2 separate regions of the Rattus norvegicus genome follow, and region 1 is linked to region 2. Evidence: chromatin contacts called from public Hi-C data. All regions are on one chromosome and are shown on one strand. The core of a region is the stretch at or near the end of the contact, and the rest is flanking DNA. Distances in the headings are between cores, read along the strand shown.

Evidence for each region. Hi-C and Micro-C count contacts between places; a contact is called where the count stands out from the background.
Region 1: a contact with region 2 is called in a Hi-C map of liver, with 4 times the contacts expected there. The contact joins the promoter of E2f3 here to the enhancer-like site in region 2. A contact is called at or near these places in 9 of 12 Hi-C or Micro-C datasets (the A7r5 cell line, the Rat2 cell line, Schwann cells and 5 more) and 1 of 1 datasets of contacts at active chromatin or transcription factors (oligodendrocytes).

Annotation. Positions count from the first base shown.
Region 1 is chr17:34,807,478-34,812,549 of GRCr8, forward strand. It overlaps E2f3 (E2F transcription factor 3), which reads left to right and starts at 2,939. Exons shown (of 7, transcript NM_001137626.2): 1 at 2,939-3,637. The coding sequence starts at 3,266.
Region 2 is chr17:34,709,786-34,715,110 of GRCr8, forward strand. No RefSeq gene overlaps it. Among named protein-coding and RNA genes, the nearest start is that of Mboat1, 59 kb to the left of the region's middle. Within about 2 kb of position 3,061, at least 3 of the 93 cell types and tissues checked have an H3K27ac peak or open chromatin away from gene starts, as enhancers often do. A contact at or near this core is called in liver, where this site is marked.

The DNA.
Region 1 (5,072 bases), core at 1,689-4,188, 98 kb after region 2:
CAGTCACATGCATCACTCACCTCCCCCAACACAATAATAAAAAATAACATGCGGTATGTAGGGTGGAGACCAGAGGACAACATGGGGAGTCAACCTTTTTCCCCCACATGGGTTCTGGGGATCAAACTCTAAGTTGTAGCTCTTGGCAACCAGTGTACTTTGACCAGCTGAACCATCTCTCTGACCTTTATTTTCTTTTTAAACAAGCAGGAGAGAGAGAGAGAGAGAGAGAGAGAGAGAGAGAGAGAGAGAGAGAGAGAGAGAGAGAGAGAGAGAGAGAGACCCAGATTATACTGACCCCTAAGTGCAAATGTACTAAAATGTGCTGACTCTCACCAAGGACTCATGGATTCTAGGGTCCGAACACAGGTCCTAGTGACTTACCAACCAGACTTTTTTCTCAGCTCCCAGGGTTATGCCCTACTTACCTTACTGCTGGTCACCTATGGGGAGCTCAAGTTTGCAAAGACGGAAATCTGGTATTGTCTGTAATGTCGGATGCAGCTCTCTGATGACATGTTGCAACACCCCTCCCCCTACAGTAACCTCCCTACAGGAATATCACGCAGCTGCCAGTGTCCTAGCTTACAGTATTAGCTTTCTCCACAGTGATCCACAATGCAAAGCGACAGTTATAAGATTAAAGAAGTGGTTCTCCTCCCTCTTACTCAACCAGGCATGTGTGCCTTCTGAATTTCACCTTACCGACTCTACAAACACAGCCAATAAGATTACTGGCCACCAATCTTCAAATGTACAAATTCTATGGCTCTTCAACCAATTTGAATGCAAAACCAAAGTGCTTCCAAGCCTGGCATGAAGCTTAACAGTATTTTTTTTTAAAAAAGATTTATTTATTTATTATACGTAAGTATACTGTATCTGTGTTCAGACACACCAGAAGAGGGGCATCAGACCTCACTAAAGATGGTTGAGAGCCACCATGTAGTTGCTGGGATTTGAACTCAGAACCTCTGGAAAAGCAGTCAGTGCTCTTAACCACTGAGCCATCTCTCCAGCCCCTTAACAATATTTTTAATTCCAGAGATGGTAATAGGACTGAAATATTAAATGGTCCTAACCTGAACTGACTCAAATTGTTAGGCTTCATATATGGTTTGAATGTGAGTTTGGGTAAAATAATAATAATAATAATAATAATAATAATAATAATAATAGCAACAATAATAATAAATAATACTCAGATGAAAGTACTCTGTGTAATGCAAGCCTCATCATCCACTGAGCAACCCACCAAATACCCTACATTTAAAAATTATAATGTGCCTGAGGTAGAACCATATATCTTAACAGCTGTTTCCCACAGTTCTCAGCTACTAAATGAAAATCTGGTCTACATCGTTCCTCACCTTCCTCCTCAGTCTTAAATACTTTTCTTGTGCATGTACAAGTGTATGTGTACATGTGAATGCACAAGCTTGTGTATACACGTGCACATACAAGTCAGAGGCCAACCTCAGATGTTTTCCTCAACAGCTCTCTACCTTAGTTTTCAGAATAGGGTAGCTCAATGAGTCTGGAATTTACCAACTAGCTTCACTGCTGACCAGCAAGCCCCAAGGATTTTCAGGTCTCCATCTCCCCGTTCTGGGATTAGTGATACATGCAGTCATGCCTAACTTTTTAAATGTGAGTGTTGGGGATCAAATTTAGGTCCTCTCGCTTACGCAAGTAAGCATTTTACTAACTGATCCGTTTCTCCAGCCCCACAATCCTCATTTTAAAGATCCATAAGTATTCACTTTCATATAGAAGCCAGTTCGACAACTATTTCATTTTCCTTGACATCTTCTGATTTACATATATACATAAATGTGCATACATTTTTTCTTTCTTTTAAAATATATTGGGTTAGGATTGGGTTGTAGTGTTTGCTGTTTGCTGAAGAATTTCCTGGAGTCTCAGGATGTAAAGAGCCGAGTGCAGGCAGCTTTCACTGGAAGTCCCACGTCACCATAAAAGCCTGTACTTCTTTGGATTGCTGCATGGCGGATTAAAAACCCGCGGATCAGTTCTAGGTTAGCCCTGATTAACTCCCCTGATTGTTTCTGGGCCAGAGAGGGTGTTTGTTAGACTCAAACCTATACTTGTAACAAGAGTTCACTGAACAAAGAGTTAATTTTTACTTAAACCGAATTCGGGCTAATCATGAAGCTGCCAGGAATGATCTGGAATATGAACTAAAGTGTGCCTGCAGTCGCGTCAGCTGAACCTTCTACCCCCACGGTTCTGTCTGCCCACATGCTTCTGTCTATCAGCCTCGGCCTCCGGATCCGCTCTCACGTCATTGGTTGGATTTCAGGAAGGAAGAAACCTAGGATTTAAAGGGCTCAGTTTTCCACCTGCCAGGCCGGGTCCAACTTGCCTTTGACACATATTTGGGAGAATTTCTACCAGTTCTTCATTTACTACCCTGATTGGTTAAAGGAAACAAAGTCCCTGAGGGTGTCACCTTGACAATCTCCAAAACCGAAACTTGCGCTCCAGACTAGATCCACACTGAGTCTGCGAGGCAGAGTCCCTGCCCAGGTCATCAGAGCCAGCCCCGCGGGTAGGAGCGAGGGAGGGGCCTGTGATGGGCGTGGCTTTCCGTGGGAGAGTAGGACTTTGCCCCACCTCCTAAGAAGCCTGCTCTGCTTCCACCCAATCAGATTTTCCTATGCAAATAAAGCCTAGGTCACCCCGGTAACCATGGTGCATGGCAGCCAATGGAAAACAGCCAGTGGCGACCTCACTCCAGGATTGGTACCGAAGTAAGGCGACAGCGATCCAATGGACTGTGGGAACAGTCCTCGGCGGGTTGAGGGGCGGAGATATGCAAATATGGTTTGAAAAGCCGGCGGGAAATCTGAGTTTCGCGGGAGGACCTTGGCGCGTAAACCGTATCCCTTCATTCATTGTCAGCAGCAGCTTCCTGGAGCCATTTTTCAGCTGCCGGCCGCAGCACCCGGGCTGCCGCCGCCGCCTCGCAATCCGTTGCATCGGCTGCCCCCGACGCCTCCATCCCTCCTCGGGGCCTGATATCCGTGCGGCCGGGACCCTCCTCTCTCCAGACCCCCGATTATTTTTGGCCCCCGGGGCCTGTGCGGTGCGGAAAAATAAAAAGAAAAGAGAGAGAGAGGGTTCGGAAGCGCCGGGAGGGGAGGCGAGAAGGAGAGACTTGGAAACTCCGGCTGCAAATAATAAAGAAATTGAAAGCAATACGTTAATATATCGTAACACTAAAAAAGAGCAGGAGCGAGAGATGAGAAAGGGGATCCAGCCCGCCCTGGAGCAGTACCTGGTGACCGCCGGGGGTGGGGAGGGGGCGGCTGTCGTCGCCGCCGCCGCTGCAGCCTCCATGGACAAAAGGGCACTGCTAGCCAGCTCCGGCTTCGCCGCCGCCGCCGCCCCGGGCACGTACATCCAGATCCTCACCACGAACCCTTCCACCACGTCCTGTGCCACCTCCCTCCAAAGCGGCGCCCTGGCCGCCGGCCCCCTTCTCCCCAGTGTCCCCGGCACGGAGCCGGCCGCCAGCAGCCTCCTCTACACCACGCCACAAGGACCCTCCAGCAGAGCCGGGCTGCTACAGCAGCCACCAGCAGCAGGACGCGGCGGCGGCGGTGGCCCACCGGTAATACCCTCCTCAGTGTCCTTAGCCCAGGTGGGAGGCGGGCTCCCGGGAGCGGTGGCGCGGGAGCGCGAGGCTGAGCATCGTGGGCCTCGTTGCTGTCCCTCCAGCGTGTGCTTATTGTTAGACTCGGGGTGCTTCCCTGCGGACGTTGGGAGGACATGGGGGCTTGGGCTGGCGCGCGGGGCGGTGGGGAGTCCCTCTTTGCGAGCCACATCCAACACTCCAAAACTTTTCGCGCCCCCCCTTCTTTTCCTGCACTTTTCCCTACCCCCACTCTCCCCTCCCTTGCAACTCGAAGCTTCCTCTTTCTCGGGCGTAGGAAGGGGTCACGCCCCGGATGGAGAAGGGGGTGGGGGAGGGAGTAGTGCACTGGAGAGTGGGGGACCCCAGAGGATGTAAACCGGGGGACCCGAGGCGTGCAAGCCTGTCTCCTGCCTCTGCAGCCCCTGGGCGGCCGGGGGTCCCGCAGGCGTGCTCCGAGCGCTGGGGCGCCAGTGCCTGGCACCTTTGGGGACCTAGCTCCCGGCAACAAAGGGGATCTGGGAGGTGGACGGGTATCGCTGTGGGGGAGGTGGAGCTGAGAGCCCCGGTAGACCAGAGCTCGCGCTGTCTGCGACAAGGGGCGGGCGGGCGGGTGCTCCGGCCTGGGCGCATCTCCGCGGTGGCAGCGGCGGCGCCCGCGTGGCCGGAGCGCTGGGGCCTTGCTCACCGGGCCCCGGGCCTGCCCTTGACCCGCCTCTCCCCTTGCCCCTTCCTTCCCCGCCCTGTCCCCCTCCCCGCCCCCCGGCGACGGAGGGCGGGGGCAGCCGGGTTCCCGTCCCGCCGCCAGGATCTGTCCCTTCTCTCCGGGACCCGCCGGTGACGTTTCGCACACGTGCGCGGAGGACGCGCCTGTGACTGGGGAGGAGGCGCCGGCGGGAGGGGGCGCTGGAGGGGGAGAGGGGGCACCCACTTCCTCCTGCTCGCCGGCTCCCAGGCCTGGGACGGTCCCGGCGCCCTCGCACCCGGCACCGCCACCCTCCCTCTCCCGTCCCCACCCCCCCCACGGCGCCCGCCCTCGCCCGGCGCCGCCGCTCCACTCGGCCTCGGGCCCCCTCTCCAGCCGGCCCCCCACCTCCCCCGGAGCCAGGCTGCTTTCGGAAATGCCCTTACAGCAGCAGGTTAGTGACCCGGACCGCGCGGGGGCCCGAGCCACCGCCGCGGGGACCCCGGATCCCCGGGGGGCCGGAGCCGGAGGGTAGGCGACCGAGCGGGGTTTTGGAGTGGGAACGGGGGGTTGGGTGCTTGAGGGAAATGAGTAAGCAAGAAAAATCTAACTAAGTAAATCCCCGGCCTCGGCTTCTAGGAGCCCCGGGGCGGGAGTAGCCGCCCCCGGGGTGGGTATAGTGTTTACGTGTGTTTCTTTTGGGGGGTGGATGGATGGGCAATTGAAACC
Region 2 (5,325 bases), core at 1,811-4,310:
TATGAGCCTTTGGGCGCCATTTTCATTCAAAGGATCACAACAGCTAAAAGTATGAGAGTTCAGACCTCAATTCTGTTCCAATCCTAGAGATCCAAGACTCTTTTGATATGTCAGAAAGAATGCCTAAGACACTGACTTTTCGTGCACAACCATAAATGGACAGTTGTACCACATCCCTCTGCACAAGGCTGCAGGGAGGATGGCAGAAAAGGCAATACAAACATTGAAGAGCCGGCCTGGGGCTGGGGCAAGGTGAAACAGTGTCTTCTGAATGTGTCAGGAATCCCATGCTCTTGAAATCACAGCAGCTGTGCTTGCCCAAGATTGAGCCAATCAGTGTTCTCAAATGAAGTAGGGAGGGGCTTCCAAGACCTCAGGTCTAGCTGAAGAGGTTTTGACAGCTGTTAGCTGCCTAGGAAGGAGAGAGATTTTTAGAGATGTTGTACTGGCTGGTTTTTGTGTCAGTTGACACAAGCTAGAGTCTTCAGAGAGAAAGAAGCCTCACTTGAAGAAATGCCTCCATGAGATCAAACTGTAAAGCATTTTCTGAAGTAGTGATCAGCGGGGGAGGACCCAGCCATTGTGGGTGGTGCTATCCCTAGACTGATGGCACCAGTCTATGTAAGAAAGCAGGCTGAGCAAGCCATTGGAAGCAAGCTAGTAATAAGCAGCAACCCTCTCTGGCCTCTGCATCAGCTCCTGCCTCCAGGTTCCTGCCCTGCTTGAGTTCCTTTCCTGACTTCCTTCGGTGGTGAGCTGCAATGTAGAAGTGCAAGCTGAATAAACCCTTTCCTCCCCAGCTTGCTTTGTGGCCGTGGCAGGTCACTGCAGCAATAGAAACCCTAACACAGGTGTGGCACATAGTAGGACAACAACTCACATATGGGCAGCACAAATGTAGTCAGTGATCTAGAAAAAAAGGGGGATATGAAATTAGGCAGAAGTGGGTCTGGGAGTCTAGGTGAATGTTACTGAAATACATACATACACACACACACACACACACACACACACACACACATATATATATATACATTGCCCCTTGATTAAGTAAAATTTAAATGGCAGCCATTAAACAAGCTCAGCTGTAACTAGAACCATGTGTCTACATTTCCAGGAGACACTATACCCAGTGTCTGTGCATGAGAGACGCTGTAGAAGAGTTGAAACAAATGTCGTTCTTCCATCAGCACTAAACTTTATGCTTTCTCTTTAAGGCAGTGGCTCTCCATCTTCCTAATGCTGTGACCCTTTAATACGGTTGCTCATGGTATGATGATCCCCAAACATAAGATTACTTCTGTTGCTACTTCATAACTGTAATTATGCTATTGTTGTAAAACAAAATGTAGATACCTGATATACAGGATATCCTGTATTCGACCTCCCCAGAGGGGTCAAGATCCACAGGTTAAGAACCACTGCCTTAGAGCAACTACTAAGTGAGAGAACTTACGATCTCAAACCTGGTATTTCTCAGGCCTCAACATGTATCTTCCTTTGGTGATTTGTTTGTTTATGTCTTTGTCCATGTATTTGTTTATTATGTAGCCCTGGTGCTCAGATTAAATACAGGCATGTGCTACCGCACTCCATCTCCTGGTTTCTGTTCAGTTTTGCCTTGTATTTTTAAGAAAATAAAAACAGAGGGCTGGAGAGATGGTCCAGTGGTTAAGAGCACTGCCTGCTCTTCCAGAGGTCCTGAGTTCAAATCCCAGAAACCACATGGTGGCTCACAACTATCTGTAATGAGATCTGATTCCCTCTTCTGGTGTGTCTGAAGCAGCTACATTGTACTTACATATAATGAATAAATAAATAAATCTTAAAACATTACTTAAAAAAAGAAGAAAATACAGACAAAAACAGTCGCAGCCATTTGGAGGAGTGAAGTTTAAAGCATGAATGAGAAGAAATTCCTTTAGTCTTCTTGGTTTTCTTCTATTCACATTTACTTACAACACTCTGTAAAGCAGGAAGAGGAAAATAATTACTACTAAAATTGGCCACAGTAGCAGCAGTTGGCACAAAAATAAAGTCAAAATTACAATATAGACATAACAGCAATACATTTGTCCTTGTGTTTACAGAACATTACGACTCTAAGAGAAGAAAGGGGGAGCAAGGGAATCTTCACCAGGGAGATCCCAGAATATTCTAGACCACGCGGGGCTGGGCTCTCACAAAGAACCCTGAAGCTAGACGTGCATCCTCACAATCCACCACAAGAGGGCGGTCATCAAAAGCGAGTGAAAGGTCACCCTGCCCTCCGCAGACACCGGAAGAGTAAGTCCCGCCTAAGGGGGTTGAGACTATTTTTATAATCAGAAGCTGCTGACAGAGTTAGGAAAACATGATCCAAATTAAGGTTTTCTTCCAACTATTTTGGGGTTGTTAATCCCATCTCAACAATTAATTCCTAGAGATTCATTAGCAGTAATAATAAATTGTCCCATCTGCAGGGCAAAACAGAAACTAAATTACTTACTTACATGAAGAGATTTTAGTAATTTGTTAGCATTAGGTAGATTTTATTTTTAGGTAGATTTTACCCAAAATATGGGGTAAGGGAAATTCAGCCTGCATTTACCTTTTTAAAATGTGTGAATTTAAACTGAATCTAATTACTGAGAAATTTAAAAACCCGAGTTTAATTCCACTTATATTGCTCTGTAAAAGCCCTTTCCTTGCCCCTCTCTTTTCCCATGTCTTGCCAGGTTTTTCATGGAGAATGTATTCCTTAAAATGGCTTCCTCTGACACTCTTAGCTAAGGACTCAGACCTGCCAATCCAAAACCCTCTGGGCTTCCAAGTGCCAGACGGTCCCTAGTGGTGTGTTCATTTTTGCTTTCTGGGATCCATATTTCCAAGTTGAGAGGTGTTTTTGTGTCTGGACCATGGTACCACTTTTTACTAGTTTTATAGGCAACCTTGGTTCAGATCCTCCTAACCTGTCTCCTTCTCTCTGAAATGGGAACAAGAAACATCTTACATCATCAAAGGAGGGTAACTATTTGACTTTGTGAGGTGTGTCCGGTCCGGGATCTCTGTGCAAACGCTAATGGCAAGCATTCTTGGTGTATTTCCAAACACGTGCTGAGCACCTACTCTCTGTCTATGCACAGAATAGCCTTTGGTTTCCGACATGGTGGGCTAGCATTCTAGCAAGGAGGTGACAGTGAACAGCATGCATTCCAAGCAGTCAAGAATGCTTTGAAGCAAGAAGATAAGCACGATGGGAAAGAACGTGGAGCAGGATATTGTTTAGGCTTGTGAGGACTGATAACAGTTTTGGGGTTTTTTTTAGGGTGCTTGGGTAGACCTCATTTAGAAGGAAGGGCTTACGTACAGATGTTGGAGGGGGTGTGGGCCACCACACAGCTCAGCTGGGAAGAACACCCTAACCCTTTCTAGTGTTTTAAGATTTATAGATGTACCCCCTTTCCCCCACACCACCCCCCATCTTCACTGTCATGTCATAGACACAGATTAAGGCCTGGAGACTAAAAATATGTCCTGCCCTTCTTTCTGAGTAGCGAACATCTGAAAATTCTACGTGAGCTGAGGAGTTCTTGTTTCCAGTCACCCACAGTTCGTCCTAGAGTGTGTGCTTAATCTGCCAGGCAGGATCCAGACCCTGCGTCCCTCCATCTCATTGTTCATAGGCCAGTTTCTCCATCTCCTTCATACGCTCATCTATAATCTAAGAAAACACAAAACTGCGTTAGACCTACGGGAGACCTACGGGAGACGTGGTGTCATGACTCACAGGGAAACTTGTGATAAGCTTCTAGATAAAGGCTCAACAGGAAAATCTGTCCTCACGTCCATGAACAACTCCAGATTGTCTTAAACTTTTGTAGTGATCCCCAAAATGCTTAGAACAATAAATGACACACATATACACTTAATCCCTGTTGAACTGGTGGGAAGACACATTTGAAGGAAAATAGTGAAACTTGTAATGTCAAAGTCCCCCATCTGAAGACCCTTGTTGACATTTTATAAACTAGACAGTATAACTTACCTGCCATGAGTGTGTTCTCTGCTGTGTGCACATCTCTGGATAGAGACATATATGTGCGGTCATGTGACCACTGTTCAAAACACAGAGCGGTATGTCACTAAAAGTGTTCCCATGTCCCTTGGCAGCCACGGGACCTCCTTGGACCCCCAGGAACCACTGATTGACTCTCTGTTCCTGGAACATTCTCTTCTTCTAGGGGGCATAATGGAATCATCTGGTGCAGAAGTCTGGCATTTTTCACTTAGCATGATACAAATGAGGAAGAGAAGTTTGTCCTTGCTGCATGTATGAGTCGTCCGTTCTTTTGCCAAGTGGCTTGCTAAGATGCATGGATAGATTGCTGAGTTTATCCTTTCAACAGCCAGATGACATTTGGAATTTGGGCTGTTTCCAATTTGGGGCAATTATGAATAAAGCTGCTCTAATCCTTCACGTCCAGGTTTTTGTGTATGAACATATGCTTCCATTTTCCTTGGCTAAACATGAAGAAGTGCAGTTATTGGATCAAGTGGTATGCGGGCCATTTGAAGGAATACCACACACTGGTTTCCGGACAGAATGAGACCGTTTCCCTGACCACCAGAAATCCCAGCAGCTCCAGCCTCGACTCTGTTGGCGTGTGACACATTGGCATGTGACAGTGTAATTTTATTGAATGGCTTTATTAGTTTTCCACTATTCTAATAAAAAAAAAAGCTTGCAACATGGCTTTAGTTTACATTTGTCCAGCAATATTGTGCTGCAAGGAACGGACCCAAGGCTTCTCAAACGCTAGACAAGCATTCTACCACTGAACCATACCCCATCATGGCATGGTGACACTTGCCTTTAACCCCTGCACTCAGGAAGCAGGAGCAGGCAGATCTCCAGTTCACGGCCGACCTGATCTACATAGCAGTACATAGTACATAGTACTACATAGTACATAGTACTACATAGTAGTACATAGTGAGCTATAATCCCAACCCCTGGGCATCTTCTTCAGTGAACATTCGTTCAAATCTCTTGCCACTTTTAAATAGATCGCTTTGTTTTATTATTACATTTGGATTCAAATAATATATACATACATGTACTTTATTAAATACATGCCTGTTCTAAATATTTTTGTACTGTATGGCTTGCCCATTTTTTTAAAAAAAATCTACACAGAACAGAATCCGCATTAGTGTATAATCTATGAGTTAAACATATGCCCTAATTCTAACAGGTATAAGATAACTATACAAACACAATACAGAAGTCAGGCGCAGTGGGTCGCATCTGTAATCTTGGCACTCAGAAGGTGGGGTAGAGTG